Regions from separate parts of the Zea mays genome. Here region 1 is linked to region 2. A link is a contact called in public Hi-C data. All regions are on one chromosome and are shown on one strand. The core of a region is the stretch at or near the end of the contact, and the rest is flanking DNA. Distances in the headings are between cores, read along the strand shown.

The links. Hi-C and Micro-C count contacts between places; a contact is called where the count stands out from the background.
Region 1: a Hi-C map of ear shows a contact between it and region 2, with 6 times the contacts expected there. The contact joins the promoter of LOC100191226 here to the promoter of LOC100282242 in region 2. A contact is called at or near these places in 3 of 25 Hi-C or Micro-C datasets (ear, root tip and tassel).

Annotation. Positions count from the first base shown.
Region 1 is chr5:59,862,977-59,867,549 of Zm-B73-REFERENCE-NAM-5.0, forward strand. It overlaps LOC100191226 (putative protein kinase superfamily protein), which reads right to left and starts at 1,877. Exons shown (of 1, transcript NM_001152528.1): 1 at 1-1,877. The coding sequence starts at 1,002. The coding sequence ends at 403. sbp25 (SBP-transcription factor 25) reads right to left here. Exons shown (of 5, transcript NM_001365656.1): 5 at 3,963-4,467. The coding sequence ends at 4,160.
Region 2 is chr5:59,318,756-59,323,410 of Zm-B73-REFERENCE-NAM-5.0, forward strand. LOC100282242 reads right to left here and starts at 3,337. Exons shown (of 5, transcript NM_001155154.1): 1 at 3,089-3,337; 2 at 2,778-2,850; 3 at 2,573-2,665; 4 at 1,039-1,122; 5 at 72-536. The coding sequence starts at 3,234. The coding sequence ends at 381.

The DNA.
Region 1 (4,573 bases), core at 627-3,126, 540 kb after region 2:
GCGTGGTGACGACCCTGGCCATGGAGGGCCGGACCTTGGGGTTCTGGCTGAGGCAGTCGTACGCGAGGCGGGCCACGCGCTGCAGGCCCATCTCCGAGCAGACCTCGCCCATCCGCCGGTCCAGGATCCGCTCCAACTTTTTGGGCCGGATAAGGATGGGCCGCGCCCAGTCCACCAGGCTGCCGTCGCGGCCTCCCGCCCGGCTCGGCTCCAGCGCGCGCCGTCCCACCAGCATCTCCAGCAGCACCACGCCGAAGCCGTACACGTCGCTCATCACCGTCAGGTGCCCTGCATTGCATACTATCGTTGCAGCAGCGAGCGCCGGACGCCGGCAGGCAGTGATCTCATCTACGTCTGGGAAGAAGAAGGAGGTGGTGGAGGATCGGAGATACCTACCGGTGGCTATGTACTCCGGCGCGGCGTAGCCGTAGGTGCCCATGACCCTGGTGGACACGTGCGTCTCACCGCCCATCGGCCCTTCCTTGGCGAGCCCGAAGTCCGACAGCTTGGCGTTGAATTTCTGGCAGATCGAGAGAGGCACGGTGGTGAGTCTGGTGCTTTATAATTGGTGGTCACCGGCACCGGCAGGCCGGGGTGAATGTGAACTGACGATCGATCGTACGCCAACGCATGCAATAAAAACGAACAAACCGCGTCGAGCAAGATGTTGGAGCTCTTGAAGTCCCGGTAGATGATGGGGCGGTCGGGCCCGTGGAGGAAGGCGAGGCCCCTGGCGACGTCGAGCGCGATGGCCACCCGCGTCGTCCACGAGAGTCTGCAGGAGCGGCGGAACAGGTGGTGCTCCAGGCTGCCCTTGGCCATGAACTCGTACACCAGCAGCCGGTGGTCGTCCTCGCAGCAGTAGCCGATGAGCTCCACCAGGTTCGGGTGGCTGTACTGTCCGAGGTAGCTCACCTCCGTCTGCACGCACGCACAAGCACGTCCATGGACGTCACGTCGTCGGGTCGGGGGTGAGATTGGAGATGGATGGCCGGAACACATGCATGACGCTTGCACGCGCGCAGAGATGGATGGATCGGTGCCAGAGCCCTGACCATACCAGCCACTCCCTGTCACCCTGGAGTCCCTGCGGGTTGAGCACCTTGACGGCGACCGCGGTGGACGGGTAGCCCTTCCGCACGGAGCCGTCGATGACCCCTCTGTACACGACGCCGAAGCCGCCCTCGCCGACGATCTGCCCCGGGTTGAAGTTGCCGGTGGCCTTCCTGAGCTCGTGGTAGGTGAAGAGCTTGAGGCGGCCGTACGCCGACATGGTCCGGATCTCCTCTACGTCCTTGGGCACGGACAGCACCAGCGTCCCCTCCGACCCCACCTTCCTCAGCTTCTGAGGGGACGGGGCCGCCGACGCCGACGCCGACGCCGACGCCGGCCTCGGGAACGCATCTGCACGCGTGCGCCGCGCGCGATCGGGAACGCACAGATCACATACGTCGAGCATTTTACAGACGCCAGCTCCTTGAGGTCATGGTGCATACCTCGATGGCGGGAGGAAGGGCGCGGCTGGCGGGTGTCGCCGCAGCTAGGGATGATCCAGCGGTGCATTTTCTGGAGGAACGGTATGCGGCTGTTCATTCACCTCGAGCTGGTCGGTCGGTCGGTCGTTGTCCCTCGCTCTCGCTGGCCGGCGGGGGCGGCCGACGCGAGCGACGGCAGCCTCCGACCACGCGCGCGCGCACGCTGGGGAGAGACGGTACACGTTGTGCTCTCGGCCGGGTGGATGCCGATGGAGGAGGCACGACGGTGAGCTGCTGGGAGAGACGAATGAATAGGCAGGGGCCGGAGACGAGCTAGCGGCGGGAGCAATGGTCGGAGCATGGGCGCCCCGAGCTTTTGGGTGGCCAGCCCGCCGCCTCGCGCCTTTGCCTGCTTTGCCTTAATTTGGCATGCAACAGCTAAACAGACATGAGAGCCAAACGAAATCTTGGGCCAGGTACCAACCACCATCGTGCACGCATCGTAGTGTCGTTCAGTAGCGCGGACCCAGGATTTGGATAGCTGAGGATTAAAAAAAATTAGACATGTAATATTCTCTTCGTTTTTTTATTTATCGTTATTTAGTTTAAAAATAAACTAGCGGACGATAAATATTCGAGAATGGATGTACAATATATAATTCCAGAATTTCCATAATTCGGCACCTAAACAAAAAAATAATCAAAATATCTCACAATGCATTTGATATTTTGATTCATCAGATTAAGTTATAAATTGTATAGATCTGATTATTTGGACTTCAACCTGAGAAGTAGATTGTTTTTAGTACAAATTCCAAGGTAGTCGAAGGTCTATCCGGACTATTATCCCCTGGTGCCGTCGACACAAGAAACCACATTACCAGCCATGAATTTCACTTGAATAAATTTCTCTAACGGGGCGTTTGGATCCCTTCATTTTAGAGAAATTGGAATTCACTCAATAAAGTAACTTATTTAGTTTGGAATTTGACATTCCACCACTTTCTAGAGTTCAGATATAAGCCTATCTCAAATTCATGGGGTGGAGGGTGGGAAATGATTTTATGCATTACTAGAATTGGTTTCTAATCTATAACTTACATGACATTCTTCGTTTCACTCACCTATAGTAAAAATGTAGCACATAAATATCTCCGACATCTTGCTAATAATAGTATACAAATATATTTTGCATAAAACCAAATTAGCTTAATTAATATATGCCTAAATTACTATTATTAGAATGGAATTCAATTCCAGTGATCCAAACGGGGCGTAAGAGCAACTCCAACCATTAGCCTTATAATTACGCCCCTATATTTCAAATTAGCTACGCAGTCAACTTGTTTAGGGTCCAAATTAAAGGCCCGTTCCCAACCATGTTTAGCCTTAAACCTTCATTTCGTTGCAACTACCGCCGGGCCTTTTCTATTATTTTACATTTGCCGCCATCCATTGTGCTTGTCGTTCCCCCACCCCAGTCGCCCAATGGCCGGCATTTTCTAATCTTGTTGCTCTAGCGCCGCCACAAAAACAGCTCGATCGGAGATTCAGAGACCGTGACAAAGAAAGGATCAATCCAAACTTAGTACAGACATCAGTTTGTGTTGCCTCACTTTCTGCTGCTGAAGTATATGCAAATGGATGAAATGATTTTCTACTCTCAAGTTAGCTTGGTCTGTCCATGATCTGAACATTCTACTTTCTGTTGCCGAAGCATATGTATGGACTGAAGTTTTTAAAAATCGTGGAATTTTAAAAATTTGATCCATATTTCTTAATTCTGGATTTTTTAAACCACAAATAGATCGAACCAATTTCTAGTGGTATTGAATGGACCAGTATAGATTTTAGTGGCACTGGAGAGATTGACTTTAAATTGAACTAACGGCGTTAGCTCCAAACTAACGGTAATGTCATTAAAGGGATTAAAATTTAAATTTGATGATATTGAAGGGAATCTATAAATTCTGATGGCATTGAAGATATTCATATAAGTTTGGATGACATTGAAGAGATTTTCTCATGCAAATAAGTGGATGGCATGACAATTATTATCTGTCATTGTCACAGAAACAGCTTGTTCTTTCATCACAAGTGCTGAAGCAGGAAGATGGAGAGGGGACTGACGGGAGGATAGAGAGGGGCGGCTTCCTTCCAACACGAAAATGTTTAGATGAATTTTATTAAAATAAGGCTCCTGTTGAAGCTGTCTTTTTAATGTTTAGACCCTATATTTCAATTTGTTTATATGTTTAGAGCTCCTATTGAAGTTGCTCTAATAACGACAACGCTGAAACGTGATTCGGCAGAAGCACACAGCTGATCCTAAATATTTTAAATACTGCCGGGAAAACGCGCGAAACAAATATATATATATATATATATATATATATATATATATATATATATATATATATATATATATATATATATATATATATATATATATATATATTTTTGCCTCCTATCGTTCTCCATCTCCTCACTCCTCAACCCCAAAGAGGGACTCGTCACATTATATTGTGCAAACATGTCTGTGTCCGTTCTGATCAAAAGATACAAACAAAGACTGTCGTCGCCGGCAAATTCAAGCCAGAGCGGCAGGCTAACCAACCAGATGTGTTCCCAGCCAGGCCCTCGAACTGGCATGTCACCAGTCACCGCATCACATGCGTTTCCTTTCACCATATCCGGAGGTGCGCCAGCTCCGGAATCTGCGTGGCGGGTCCGTCGACGAGCGGGGGATGATCGTCTTGCGGCCAGAACCTTCCCGGGGACGGGTCCAGAGGATGCCCGGCGGCGGCGGCGGCGTTGGAGACGGCAACGGTGGCGAGGGGCGGCAGCAATGCACCGGCGTCCGCGTGAGATGTGGGCTGCTGGATGACGGCTGAACTCGAGCCCCACGAGCCGTCTGACAGAAGAGAGAGAGCACGCCCACCTTCTGGGCCTCCGTTGTTCGAGCTGGAAGCGGCCGCCCAAGCCTCCACGCCTGAAATTGTCACGGGTGTAAAATGCGCGTCAGGTGGCTTCCACATCGGAAATCATCTAAAATGCAGTGCTTACAGGAGAATAATCATTCGAGTAATACAACAATG
Region 2 (4,655 bases), core at 2,087-4,586:
CACAGGTTACTCCTAATCATATTCCACAAACAGCCATGGGATGAACAACGACAAAATAATCAACAGAAATCTCAAGGAAAACTGTTTCATATACATGTACTTAACTATTGCATTATGTAAGTTAATCACTATCTTCTTTCACAAATTATAGAGACCGCGCATCAGCAGTTGAGCAGCAGCCATGGGGTCAACAATGACATAAAGAATCAACAGAAACCTCGGTGGACATTTTATTTGTATGTTTAGTTATTATAGACCGGATAATCCTGATCTTCACAAATGATATAGGTGACCTATTAGATACGGTACAGTCCAATGCCAATGCAATTCCTCCATGGGAATTGACTAGATGTAGATCAGCAGCCAGCGGATTGCAGCTCTCAACCCTCCACCTGGGTCCCCGGCGCAGGCTGTTCCTGTTGTTGCATGAATTCCTGGTAGGTCTCCACCCGGGTCTTCGATTCAGGCTGCTCGAGCTCGTGCATGAAACCGTTCGTCATCGCAAGGAAATCCTTCATGTGCAGTTTCTTCCACTCCTGTGGAGAGGAGATAAACTTTGTAGTTAGAAAGCACAAGGTCACATTTGTACATACTCCTACCACATTTTGGGCACATAAGCACATTCTGGGCTATGGGTGTAATGGAAACAGATAGATGGGGGCATGGACTACTGTATTGATAAAGAGTTGTCGCCAGAAATAGGCCTCTGTTTTCAGTACTCCCTCCACTCCCTCCGTTCTAAAATATAGTTCTTTCTAGTCCTCACATTCATCATCCGAATGACAATAAATGCAGTACAAACTACATCCGTAGATTAATTAATAAATGTGTGTTTAGTCTAAAACGAATTATATTTTGGGACAAAGGGAGTATTATATATGCGAGAAAATCACTACATTCATTGTGCGTGGTTGCAACAGAATTTTAGATCCCGAGGACGGCAGTAGCTGATAGAGTTCATCATTTTGATATGATCCACGTAGCATGATAATCACATAGCATTAACACCCCAGGACTGCAGGAAACAAGTCATATCACCTCAAAGTCCCATTCTCCATAAAGATTGAGATCCTCTGCATCACTCCACACGTAAGTGTCAGCCAGCATGTTCTCGGAAGAGTCCTACAACGCAAAACAACATCTCTAGATGAGAAATAACGGACTGCAAGAAGTGCCACTATTCAGGGCAAAACAGCAAACAAACACAATGAACGATGGCTTCCCAGTTATAAAATGATCCACGATGGTATTCCAAGGATGGACAGAAGAGGGAAGCATGATTATTCGTGCAGAATTTGTAGAGAACAAGGCGTTCATAACCGACCCGATATCCGACACCATATAGAGAATGGGATCTCGTAATGAAAAAAATGGCGCCTCAAGAGATGCTAATGTAGTTGCTTGAAAGAAATGGCGCATTAAGAGATGCTACTGTAGTTGCTACTCCAGGGAAGAAGACTAAGAGGGTGTCTGGTTCCACACAAAAGTTTAGTCTCTCACATAAAATGTGTGAATGATAATTACGGGTTTAAATATAGTTTAATTATAAAATTAATTACAAATAAAAACTAAAAGACGAGACGAATTTATTAAACCTATATTTAATACTCATAATTGATATTCAAATATTTAATGTGACACAAACTAAAATTTAGCCAGGCTAACCAAACATCCCCCAAGAGCATCTCTAAAAGTGTGACCCATAAAAATGCTCTATAATTTAAAAATGAGTATATTTTATAGAATTTAGGGCACCAACAAAAACTTCTGCTCCAACAATAAAGCATCAAATCTAGATTATAGGACAGCCCACTACGATTAGTATATTTGATGCATTTGAGACGATTCCCTATAATTTTTTGACCAAATTTTATAAAATGAGACATTCTTCCTGCGCAAAGTATCGAATGCACATAGCCAAGAAATGCACATGTGCACACATAACATCGAGATCGTACATATTGAATCGAACGGTACTCCAACAGGTTTTGCGGGAGGTTCTTTTTGCAACAACCGTTGGCAGCTGTTGCGGGAGGTTCTTTTTGCAAAAGTCAGGTGCCGTTGGATTCTAGATGGAGGGTCTGGATTTTATGTGTGCATATGTGCATAAGTAGTCTATGTGCATCGGATACTTTGCCTTCTTCCTGACCAAATTTGTAACCCTCATTAGCAGACTCATTTTCAGTGGTTTCCCTGATCAAACTAGAGGTTACCAAGGAACCATGCATAGCACTGAATAGGGAACCGCCGAATACACCAGCTACACCTAACATGTGAAATGGATGCATAAGGATGTTGTGCTCTGCCTGGAATACAATCATAAAGTTGAAAGTACCAGATATTCAGTTTTTACTGTGTAGAGCGGCCCTATATTTCAATTTAAGATATCAGTTTGAGGTATTGATGGAGATGCTCTAGAGCAGAAACAGCGACACTGATGATGTTGTATCATGTCGGTTAGGCAGTATGGAAACAACTGGATCACTACTAGAGTAGTTAGTTTCATTTGCTTCACTAATCACCGAAATATTTGCTTGTATATAATAATGGCCAAAATGCCAGATGCACTTACAGCCAATGATATCTCAACTCTTGTCCTCGTGTACTCCACGTCTTCAAACGCGTCAAGAAGCTGGAGCTCTTCATCAGTAACACCCATGATAACCTGCAGAACCAGTTATTTAAGGTAGTGGTAAAATAAATGCAAACAGAGAAGCAAATCAGGATTGGACTCGAACACTCGTAGCATGTGACAGTAAGAGTAATCAACAACAGACCCTCCCAGCAACTCTCTTGCTCTCAACGGGCAGGATCGCCGGGTAAATGCGGCCCTTGATGTTGAACCGGTGGCTGCAAAACAAACAGAAATGACCGTAGCAAATAAAACTGAAGTTACAGGTTGCAAGCAGAACTGCAGAAGTAAGCACATAAGTATATAAACCGTAAATCCCTCTCGTTAGCGTGCGTGCACACGGCACTGCGACAGCGAACTACGACGACACGGAAACGAAAGCGACGCCCCCAGGGAACCGAGGGCCACCACCAAGACGGGGGGGAGGCGGAGGGATGGAGGGGCGAGCGGGCGTACTAGTTTGGGAGGAGGGCCGGGGCGGCGGGCGGGACGCGCTTGAGGATGGTGCGGACCACCTCGTCCGCCATCAGGCTGCCGTAGACGAACACGCTGTGCGCCGCGGCCGGGGTAGGGGGAGCCGCCGCCGCCGGCTTCATCGCCATGGCGATCGACTTGGGCGTCTGGTCCGGGTGCTCTCGTTGGTTTGGCGCCGCTTGGCAACGGGGTGGGGTGTGTCAACAGATGTCCAAACAGCCACCGGCATAGACCCGGTCCAAACCCGTTTCGCCTAACTATAAATAATGTCAAGCTAGACATGACCCAATGATGCTCTAGGCCGTATCGTGCTGGCCTACATGCCCAGGAACATGCCTAAGCCCGGCACGCACAGAGATAAATAGTATCGGGCCGACCCGACCGTCCGGTGGGCCTGAACGTAGCAGGCCAGCCACTGACCCGAACCAACACTAGAGCAGAACATAAATACATATATTTAACAAAATTCATTAGACATAATAACATATTATATACAGATATTAAGACAACAGAATTCATTTGTCAATTCACAAGATAATACCAGATTAATACAAATATGAAATGATAACAGGATATTACAATTAGTTCACAGGATATTACACAAACACATATATGAAATGATTATTAGGAGCTGTTAGTGTAATGGCCGTCTCATTAAAAATCTTCTTAGGTAAAAACTCATACCTCATGAGAAAATCCTAAAAAGGAAAAAAGAGTGCACCTCAACTCCTAAGTTTATAAGCTCTTTATAGTCCATTATAGTATACAGATCATTAGTTCAATACAACTCATAAGACGTAAGACTAGTAGGTTACAAGACTAAGCATTTTCATCATCCCTAGCTGATTGTGTTGCTGGGTCATCAAGCCATAGGTTATCGCGCTCAGCTTCAAGTTCTTGTGTGTCTTCCTCCACACTGTGTTGCAGGTGAGCATCAACAAGTTCTCAATCTTTGATGCAGGATAATATCTCTACCATATCAGAAGCTAGACGACGTCGACACTCTTCAATCACCCTGCCAGCAAGACTAAAGGTAGACTATGAGAAAATAGTTGATGTTGGCACTGCCAAGGCATCTTTAGCTAGTAGTGAAAGAATAGGATACGTTAACTTATGCTGATGCCACCAAGAAAGGACATGAAGTCCTCATCAAACTCAGTGATAGTATCACTGTCTAAGTAGGAAGCCAACTCAGAGGTAGATGCAACAGTAGAGATAGCTTGAGTGTAGAGCCATGTCATAAAGGAAGGTCATCCCTAGCAATCAAATGACACAGTTCAGTCCTAGCAATAGAAGTAGAGTATTCCCAACATTGCAAAGTACCATCAACATTGTACTTAAGCACAGATTAGACTTGCCCAGAGCGTTCATGTGCTTTCTTAGCAGGGAATTATGCCGAAGCAAATGTCCAGTACCAGAAGTAGATCGAGCAGTAAGCGTTTGCTTACAGAAATCGCAACAAGCAACATACCTGACTTTCTTACCATTCACAATCTTAGTTAATTCATCAAAGTCATTCCAGCACTTGGATCTTTTCTTCGAGTTTGAG